2 separate regions of the Gasterosteus aculeatus genome follow, and region 1 is linked to region 2. The links are chromatin contacts, called in public Hi-C maps. All regions are on one chromosome and are shown on one strand. The core of a region is the stretch at or near the end of the contact, and the rest is flanking DNA. Distances in the headings are between cores, read along the strand shown. Region 1 has its middle 16 kb from the start of pkr1. Region 2 has its middle 8.5 kb from the start of LOC120821148.

Evidence for each region. A called contact is a pair of places that touch in the nucleus more often than the background predicts.
Region 1: a Hi-C map of skeletal muscle shows a contact between it and region 2, with 12 times the contacts expected there. The contact joins two enhancer-like sites. A contact is called at or near these places in 6 of 6 Hi-C or Micro-C datasets (blood and trunk muscle, liver, skeletal muscle and 2 more).

Annotation. Positions count from the first base shown.
Region 1 is chr6:7,636,401-7,640,214 of fGasAcu3.hap1.1, forward strand. No RefSeq gene overlaps it. Among protein-coding and RNA genes, the nearest start is that of pkr1, 16 kb to the right of the region's middle. Within about 2 kb of position 1,476, at least 1 of the 9 cell types and tissues checked has open chromatin away from gene starts, as enhancers often do.
Region 2 is chr6:7,561,293-7,565,437 of fGasAcu3.hap1.1, forward strand. No RefSeq gene overlaps it. Among protein-coding and RNA genes, the nearest start is that of LOC120821148, 8.5 kb to the left of the region's middle. Within about 2 kb of position 1,484, at least 9 of the 9 cell types and tissues checked have open chromatin away from gene starts, as enhancers often do.

The DNA of each region.
Region 1 (3,814 bases), core at 226-2,725, 75 kb after region 2:
GTATCTCTTTCCCTTGCAGCACATGTGATTAATAGAGTTGGAAAACATTGATCAGCACTCTGTGCTCTCTCTGATCTTTGCAGAAATACCAATGATTTGAATCGCGCTTCGCTCCCTTTTGGAACGATGCCAATTGTTTTGAATGAACCCCTGGCATTCCTAGAGTCGTAGTTCTAAATACGTGTAAAGAAGAAAGGGTGACGACAAGATCTTTCTAACATATGCTGCTAATGTTTTAAAGGGCAACGAGTGCAATGTGGTTTGTGAGGTTTTTTTCTGTGGACGCCTGAGGCCGAGCAGTGAGGTGCAAGCTGATGGAGAGTCTATTAGAGTCAAAGAAGGCAATGTTTCCCAGTTAAAGGAACTGACATGAATGGAGCCACAGCCAGAACCGTTTTTGTTACCTTTTGTTTTGTTCAGCCAGGAACCTGTCTGAAAACACACCAAAATACACTCCGGACTTTGTGATTTCTGCCCCCACCAGACGTCAGGCAGGGAGGGAATGAAAGAGATTGAAGCCTTTAGGGTGATTTTATATCATAACGGGAAGCTCCGGCTTTATCAATCTTTTCATTTAGCAACTCACATGCATCCAATGACTAACATGACTTTTCGGTTGGCCTCCATTGAAGTATACTTATTGATAAGATTGAGTTATGCTACAGACTCAGGATGTTTAATAAATAATTTACAGAGTGGGTGAACACTGAGGGTTTCATGTAATAACGGAGATGAGAATTTGGAAAAGCAACTTTGGAGTGACCTTCAAACGTAACTACCATCCTCGGTCCGAAGATGAATGGGGTGTTCTTTCTCCTTTTCCATGGAGGTACAGCCCATGTGTTTCCATCCCCACCTTGTGAATGCAAGGCTCTCTACACTAGGCTTTGTATCCTGAAACGCAGGACTAATGGGGGCAGTGGGACAGTCTTGGTCCCCCCCCCGTTCTCGCACAAAGGCCGCCGTTGACTGTGAGTCCTATAATGAGACGTAGGTGGGAGCTGAGCAGAAGCCAGGGGGATATCTCATGACTAGGAGGCCCCAAACGCCACTGTACACGACTGTGTGATGAATGCACGCGGCATCATCACAGGCCCGCCTTCAACCCAGCGCTCCATCTCCCGAGGCCTTCGCCTCCACTCCCGCTCCTTCCTGCGGTGCAGTGTGGAGCAGCCCAGGTTGTTCTAAAAAAGGAAATGTATACTTTAACATATGGATTTTTCATGAAGCAAACCTGCGTGTCATTTGGATAGTTTTCATAAAGTCAGCGAGGTGTGCTGTGGTCTGCGGATATTGATCTGGAGCCTTATGTCTCTTGTGCTGGCTCAGGGCATATTTGCGGCTGCTGTTACTGGAAATGGATCCCCGGAGCGATCGGGATTCAGCTGATCCAATTAAACGCTGTGAATAATTGATCTGACAGTGAAACTGAGCCCTGTCACATGGGAGTGGTGACATCATCATTCAGGCGTTGGAACCACACTCCTGTGCAGCTGGACTGCCCCGGGTCGCCTGCTCGCCGGTCAGTCCAGTGTATCGGATTACTGTCTGTGAAGGACACCGGGCAGACCATGAGGACAGGAGGGGAGGTTACGCTGCCATTTTTACGCTTGGCGAGACTGTACAAAGACAACAGACCCACTGATAGCCGGCAACTGGAAACTCATGAGAATATCACATGTTGCAGTGTGCAAACCTGAACCTCCTAAGCTGAGAGAAATGAATTATCGACTCTATCTGGCTACAGCGCTGGAGTTTAAGTTACTTTCTAGCAGGATAAACAAAACTGTCCTTTGTTTCATTTCTGGCAGTACCAGCTGTGCTGCATTGCATGCTACAAAGACCATTCCCAAAATAGACCTCCATGTGAACTAGATGGACTCAGTGCGGGTCAATGATCTTCTTGGCCAAGAAATCAGGCCAAGAAGAAATCTTTGACCCCTCTGGCCTTGCAGGAAGCACAGATTGTAATATCTAATGAAACCCGTCCAGAGAATCCTGCTCTTGCAACTAACAACTAACCTTTTCATCTAGATCAGCGCCACAAAGGAGGAAGAAGAAGCTGTTGAACATCTTGTCTGAATTAGATGCAGACCCTTGGGCAAGCACGGGGGGAGTTTGTCTGCTCTCCATGTCTCCCCCTGGTCTCTCACGGAGGGTGGAAAGGGTGTGGGGTCCCGTTTACAGCTGACTCTCATGCTGCAAACATTTTGCTGGGTCGGCACTTGTGATCTGGTCATAATGAACTCATGGGCCCAATGAAATCACCCGAATGTTATCCTCACGTGGCCGTGCAGTGATCATGTATCTCTGTGTAATGTCCACAATTGGGATGTGGTATTATTCATGTCTGTCTGTCGAGTGAGCCTCATAAACATAAAAGCATGACTAGTTTGTCCAAAGCAGATGTGTTGTGGATGATTCCAATCTTGGTCATTTTCCTTCTCATTCTTGCCATAAAGGACAATCTGTTATTCCTTTGGCAGTCAACCCGGATGTTAGCATCACACTGCTTTCTTGGAAGCAGTGTGATGTCCATTTTACTTTGAAATATTCTAACCAAAACATAAGTTCATGCACATTTTTTTCTGCAGGAAATTAAAACTAGTTGCAATAATCAAAAGTAAAAAGATGTTGCTTGGCTATAAAACTACACTACGGTTGCATAAGCACAAGTATAAACACAAGCCGTACTACTCATTTTACTAATCTAAACCTAATCTAAACGGAGGAGGACAAGGAAAATAAATGTTGAACTATTTTTGTAATTTGTCACTTTTGGCTATTTGCCACAAGAGGAGATGAGCTTTATTCAAGCATCATTGATTTTTTTTCTCCTTTTGAGAAGGACGGCAAAAGCAAATGTGGCCGTGCCCAAACATTTCTCCGTGAATTGAGCCATCGGAACGCCATGCGGACAATGAGGGGACCCTGTCAGTTAATTAGACAAGGGTGGTGACGGCTCCATCCATCACCTTACGTTTTCTTTCACTCTCTGACAAGTCCAGTTGGAACATTTCTCTCATCCGTCAAACTGGGGAACATTTCCACTTGCGAAGACCACCAATGGGTAGAGAGCTGCAATGAAATCTTTCGAGCAACACCCTGGCATGAACTCGACCTCGCAGGAAAGGTCATGCAGCGTCACCATGGCAACAGAGAACACCGCCGATATGTTTAAGACGTAGCCAGGAGGGATGCAGGGGGACGCCTGAACTGAATCCATGGCTGCGGAATTTCAGTGGGCGGCTGCGGATGCACGTTGAATATTAAAATATCCGTTGTAAATGGAGCCGGAGTAGTCGTGCCCCCCCCCCCATTCATTACAGCACTCTGATGTTCCATAACCATTAACATCTGTGAAAGCCATATATGCACCATAACACATTCGGATCTCTGGACACGAAGGGTATTTTTAGACATGTGCTCATTAGTGCTGAGAGATCATTTGTAAAGAAGGACGTGAGAGGAGAAGGAGGCCAATAACACAGTGAAAGATGGTATCCATGTTCAAATACCCCGAGGAGCCAGTGGGTTTAACTGGTAGTGAAGAGAGTGGAGGTGAGACACGAGGGGGTAGGCCAGTCAAAGTATTTGAGTAAAGCGATGCAATAAAATAATCAGTGCAAGGTCAAAGAAATTATGCAGCACATCATGCATTATCTGAATGCTCTAAAAGAAAATACAAAACATATGTGACCTCTAACTAATGATGCTTATAAAACGGCTATCTGTCCTGGACCGGCATCAGGCTTGTTGTTCTCTCTGGAATCAACATTCCTCCAGTAATTCAGTCTTAATTCAAAAGAGCTTG
Region 2 (4,145 bases), core at 234-2,733:
GCGCTCGCGGCTCCGTGCACATGCGACCTCGACCCCCGGCAGCTCGTCACTCTGCTCTAAACGAAGCAGAGCCGCAAAACCCGAGAACATACACTCCGTTAACAGTTCAAATCACGATGTACATGGCGAGTCAGGTTTATTAATGCGAGAACACTTACGCTGACCCGCTGAACAGGTGTTTCCCCAGCGCTGTTCCGATGCTAACCGCTAACACTGTGTCGTCCTCGGTAGCCGCCAGGTCCCGTTCTGCAGCTCCAAATCCCACGTGAACTCATGGCGATGTAAAGTGACAGTACGCGCTCACCCTGTGTGCGGACCATCTAGCAGCACGAAAACCCCCCTGCCCCCACTTCACCCGGCTACATACAACCTCAGACTAATCACACTTTTCAACAAAGCAATTGGTTAAAATAATTCGTTAGGGTATTTAATGCTTCTGAGTTTTCAGAGAGACGCAAGGACACGCAGACGCAAGAGCCCCTTGCGTGTCCCTTGCGTGCCTTTTCACACCTCCTTGCGTGCGTCGACCCATTTTCTAGACGTCTAGCGTCAAAAGCTACGCAAGCCGGGCTGCGATAGGTCTGCTAACTACATCCTTTACGGAGTCTCACATTTCCCTTTTCATAGCCCGATACCGCCATTATTAAAGCGAAGAATGTTTACGAGAGAACGGATCAGATTGAAGAGCTTTAGTCGGAAGAGATGCGTAAATATGACCGCTTCTACAAGCAGTCATTGGCGGACTATGAGGCCTCTGATTCACGGAGGGAGATCTCCGCAAATGTCGGTTTGCCGGTCGAGAGGTGAACAAAGTTGTGGAGGAAAATACGGGACAAATGTGTCCGCGATGAAAAGCAGCAGCGGCGACGCACGAGGCAATAAAGTCTATGATAAATAAATAAACAAACCAACAACTTCCACACACAAAGACGTGACTCTCTAGGTCGTCTTCAACAAAACACGTTACTCCGCCTGTTGTTCTGGAGTCGAATTGCTCTGCAACACACGCAAGACTTTTAGAGCCATGAATTGAAACGAGTGCGTCGACGCAACGACGCAGAAGCAGAAGCAGAAGCAGAAGCACGCCTCCTCCTGCAAACAAACACTGCTGCTGGACACGACCTCCGTCCCCTGCAGACTGTAAGAGACATCAAGCCTGTCTGACATAAAGCCTTGATATTGCGTAATTCAGCATGACACAGCACAAAAAAGTCTAAAGCAAAGTCTTCCACAATCTTAAGTGGAACTTTTTTTTAAATGCAGTCAATGAGGTGTTTTAATTTGATGCCATTATTTACTGCAGCCCTGCTCTATTTGAGTCTGCTCTAATGGATTATGAGTCAGCTCTTCACATCCGACGAGGCCGACGGGGGATGAAAAATATCTAAAATAAAGAAACTCCTTTTTGTGCAGTAGGGGGAAGTGTTGCTCCAGCCTGTGTGTCTGCAGACCCCTCATGGTTTACCGTTGAATGGAGAGAGAGCCGAGAGCAAAAACGCTTCCAGTTGACAGCAATAACAATGGCTGCCTGCAGCACAGAGACCATGTGCTCGGGAGGGGTGATTATTTATTTTTTTGAACAGTTTTGTAATCCTTTTTCCTAATGTGCTCACGATGACAGACGGGGCCTGTTCAATCATTGCAGGAAATAACCTGTTATTGCAGGCAACATTAAAATCCCAGGATACGGCACAGGGGAGCGAACCAAAGCGCTCTGACTGCCATTCTAATTTGTCTTTGCATGGATTCCGATCGTATGTCAAACGCTGTATTGGGAATTTTCTAATCACACGAGCTCCACAACTCATTACTGGAAATCCTGTCAACAAATGATCCACAGCAGTAATTACCTTTCGCGGCGTTCTTCCATTCTGTGGGCTTGAATGTCAGAGCTTGATTACTGCTCCGAATACCGAGAGCCTTACGCACAGAGATTTGGTGTATCTGTCCGATGGAGATGTCTGGTCATGTAGGAGCAGCTGTGTTTTGGGAGTTTTAAGGTCGGCCAGAAATAACTAGCGTAGCATGCGGTTGCCATGGCATCTCAACGGAGCTCTGCTTGTGGAACGCGCAGTAACAGCAGGTATTTGCTGTCCGTAGCGGGCCGACCACTGACTGCTTGCCCCCTCCCCAATATGTCCTCGGATGCTTCCGTGTTTTTCTTGGAACCTGTTTTCCCTCCAGGCCCGGTCGATGCTGCTGACGTCATGGCTGCGGCCTACTGTACTGTCATGGTAGAGGAGGGCAGGCCGGGGGAGAAGAAACACGAGACGTGTCGGTCCTGGGCCAGCAGCTATAATAAACACTGCATTCTGTTCTGCACTGCCGCTTGTGCAGCAGAGTATTAATTACCTTTCCGTGTGTGTGTGTGCGAGTGTGTCACCAGCCAGGGAATGAAGAAGAAACATTTCCAAGGCACGTCCTTAAAATAAAGCAGCACTGTACGTGCTCAGAGTATTAACTTCCACACAAATGACCCATTTTTCCATCTCAAAGGACTGGTGGAAAAAAAAGGGGGGGAAGAGGGGGTTAACGGTGGAGCCGATCACGTGAATCCCAAGCAGGCGTCAATCGCTGGCGGATTTCTCTTCCTCTGTGGGGCAATGTCTTTCTTTTCTGTTTCTCAGCCGCCCTCCCCGCAGTAACTCCGGTGCCCTTCCTCCATGTGTAAAAGCCAGGCTGCCTATTCAGCTCTGTTGTTTACATTCCCGGTGAGTGTGTGGAAAGACGACCCCCCCCCTCCTTCCCGCCCTCCTCCCCATTAGACTCTCTAATGTCCTCCCCACCCAGCCTCCACCTATCTCCTCATCAGTAGATCCCCGATAAGACGCAAATTCAACAGCACTACTCTGCCCGAGAACAGTCAGTGCGTCACCTGACCTGTAAATACCTGTTAACGTTGGCTATATATATATATATATATATATATATATATATATATATATATATATATATATATATATACACATATCGTTTTTTTCTTCCCGTCTGGCCCACCAGCCTTTCTCTCGGAGCGGAATTGGTCTCGAAGGGAGACAAAGAGGGCGGATAGCAGCAGCATGGCTGAGCGGGAGAAGAAGAGAATATCTCAGTTCTCATCCTGTCGTCTGTCATCAGCGTTATCTCTGCAATCTGGGCGAGGAGTGAAACCAGAAGAGGGAAGTGACACGCACCCTGAACACGAGGGCGAAGAAAGGGTTAAATAAGCAGACTGTGTGCACAGTTACCCCCCCCCCCCCCCCCCCCCCCCCACACACACACACACACACACCCTCTCTCTCTGATCTGCCTTCCTGTCTCACAGGCAGTGCAGTGGCTTTGAGAATCACGAGAGAGAGAGAGCGAGTCAGACGGGCTTGTTTTGCATACCGTAGGTCTCCTGCATTGACTTGTAGCAAATCCCTGCCCTCGGGAGACATGTCAGAGGGGATTAATGGGAGGGCCGGGCCCCCCCCCCCCCATTGTCGCAGCCCCGGTCCCGCACTGTATTTCCACCCCGCAGAGTGATGCTGGTGGAGGGAGAATTGAGCGGTGTTATTTCCCTCTGCCCTGATTCTTTTGAGCTGAGCTGAAAGGGGGGGGGGGGGGGGGGGGTTGAGGGTGTAAATAATGTATTTGGAGCTGCAGGGTACAGGGAGCTGGGGCTTGACCGAGCTCAGTGCAGGGAAGTGAACGGTTGAGCGGCCATGCTGCTGCACAGGAAGCTGGATGCTGGAGGGGTGTGTGTGTGTGGGGGGGGGGGGCATAGGAAGAGCTGTATGAGCTACAGCAACCGTGCCGCGGTGCTCTGGGGAATGTGAGGCCACCGCAAGGATGAAGCAATCCTCCACTTCCGCTTAGTGCTCCGAGTGCAACCGAGATAAATAGTTTGCTGCAGCAGACTCCCATTAAGAATGTAATGCTAATACATGTGGAAATGGGAAATGTGGTTTCACAACAGGCCCGGGGCGGGGTGGGATTCAAACGGCATGTGAGTAGGAGCGAGGCTGCAGGACAAGACAATAGTCTGATTCATCTCAGTTTGTTTCCACATAGACAGTTAGCCTTGCTTAACATGGAGATGGAAAACATGAAGACACTGTTTGATGGTAACAAGATCCACCTCCAGCACCTCTAGACGTGTGTTCCTACAGAACGCAAAGCCA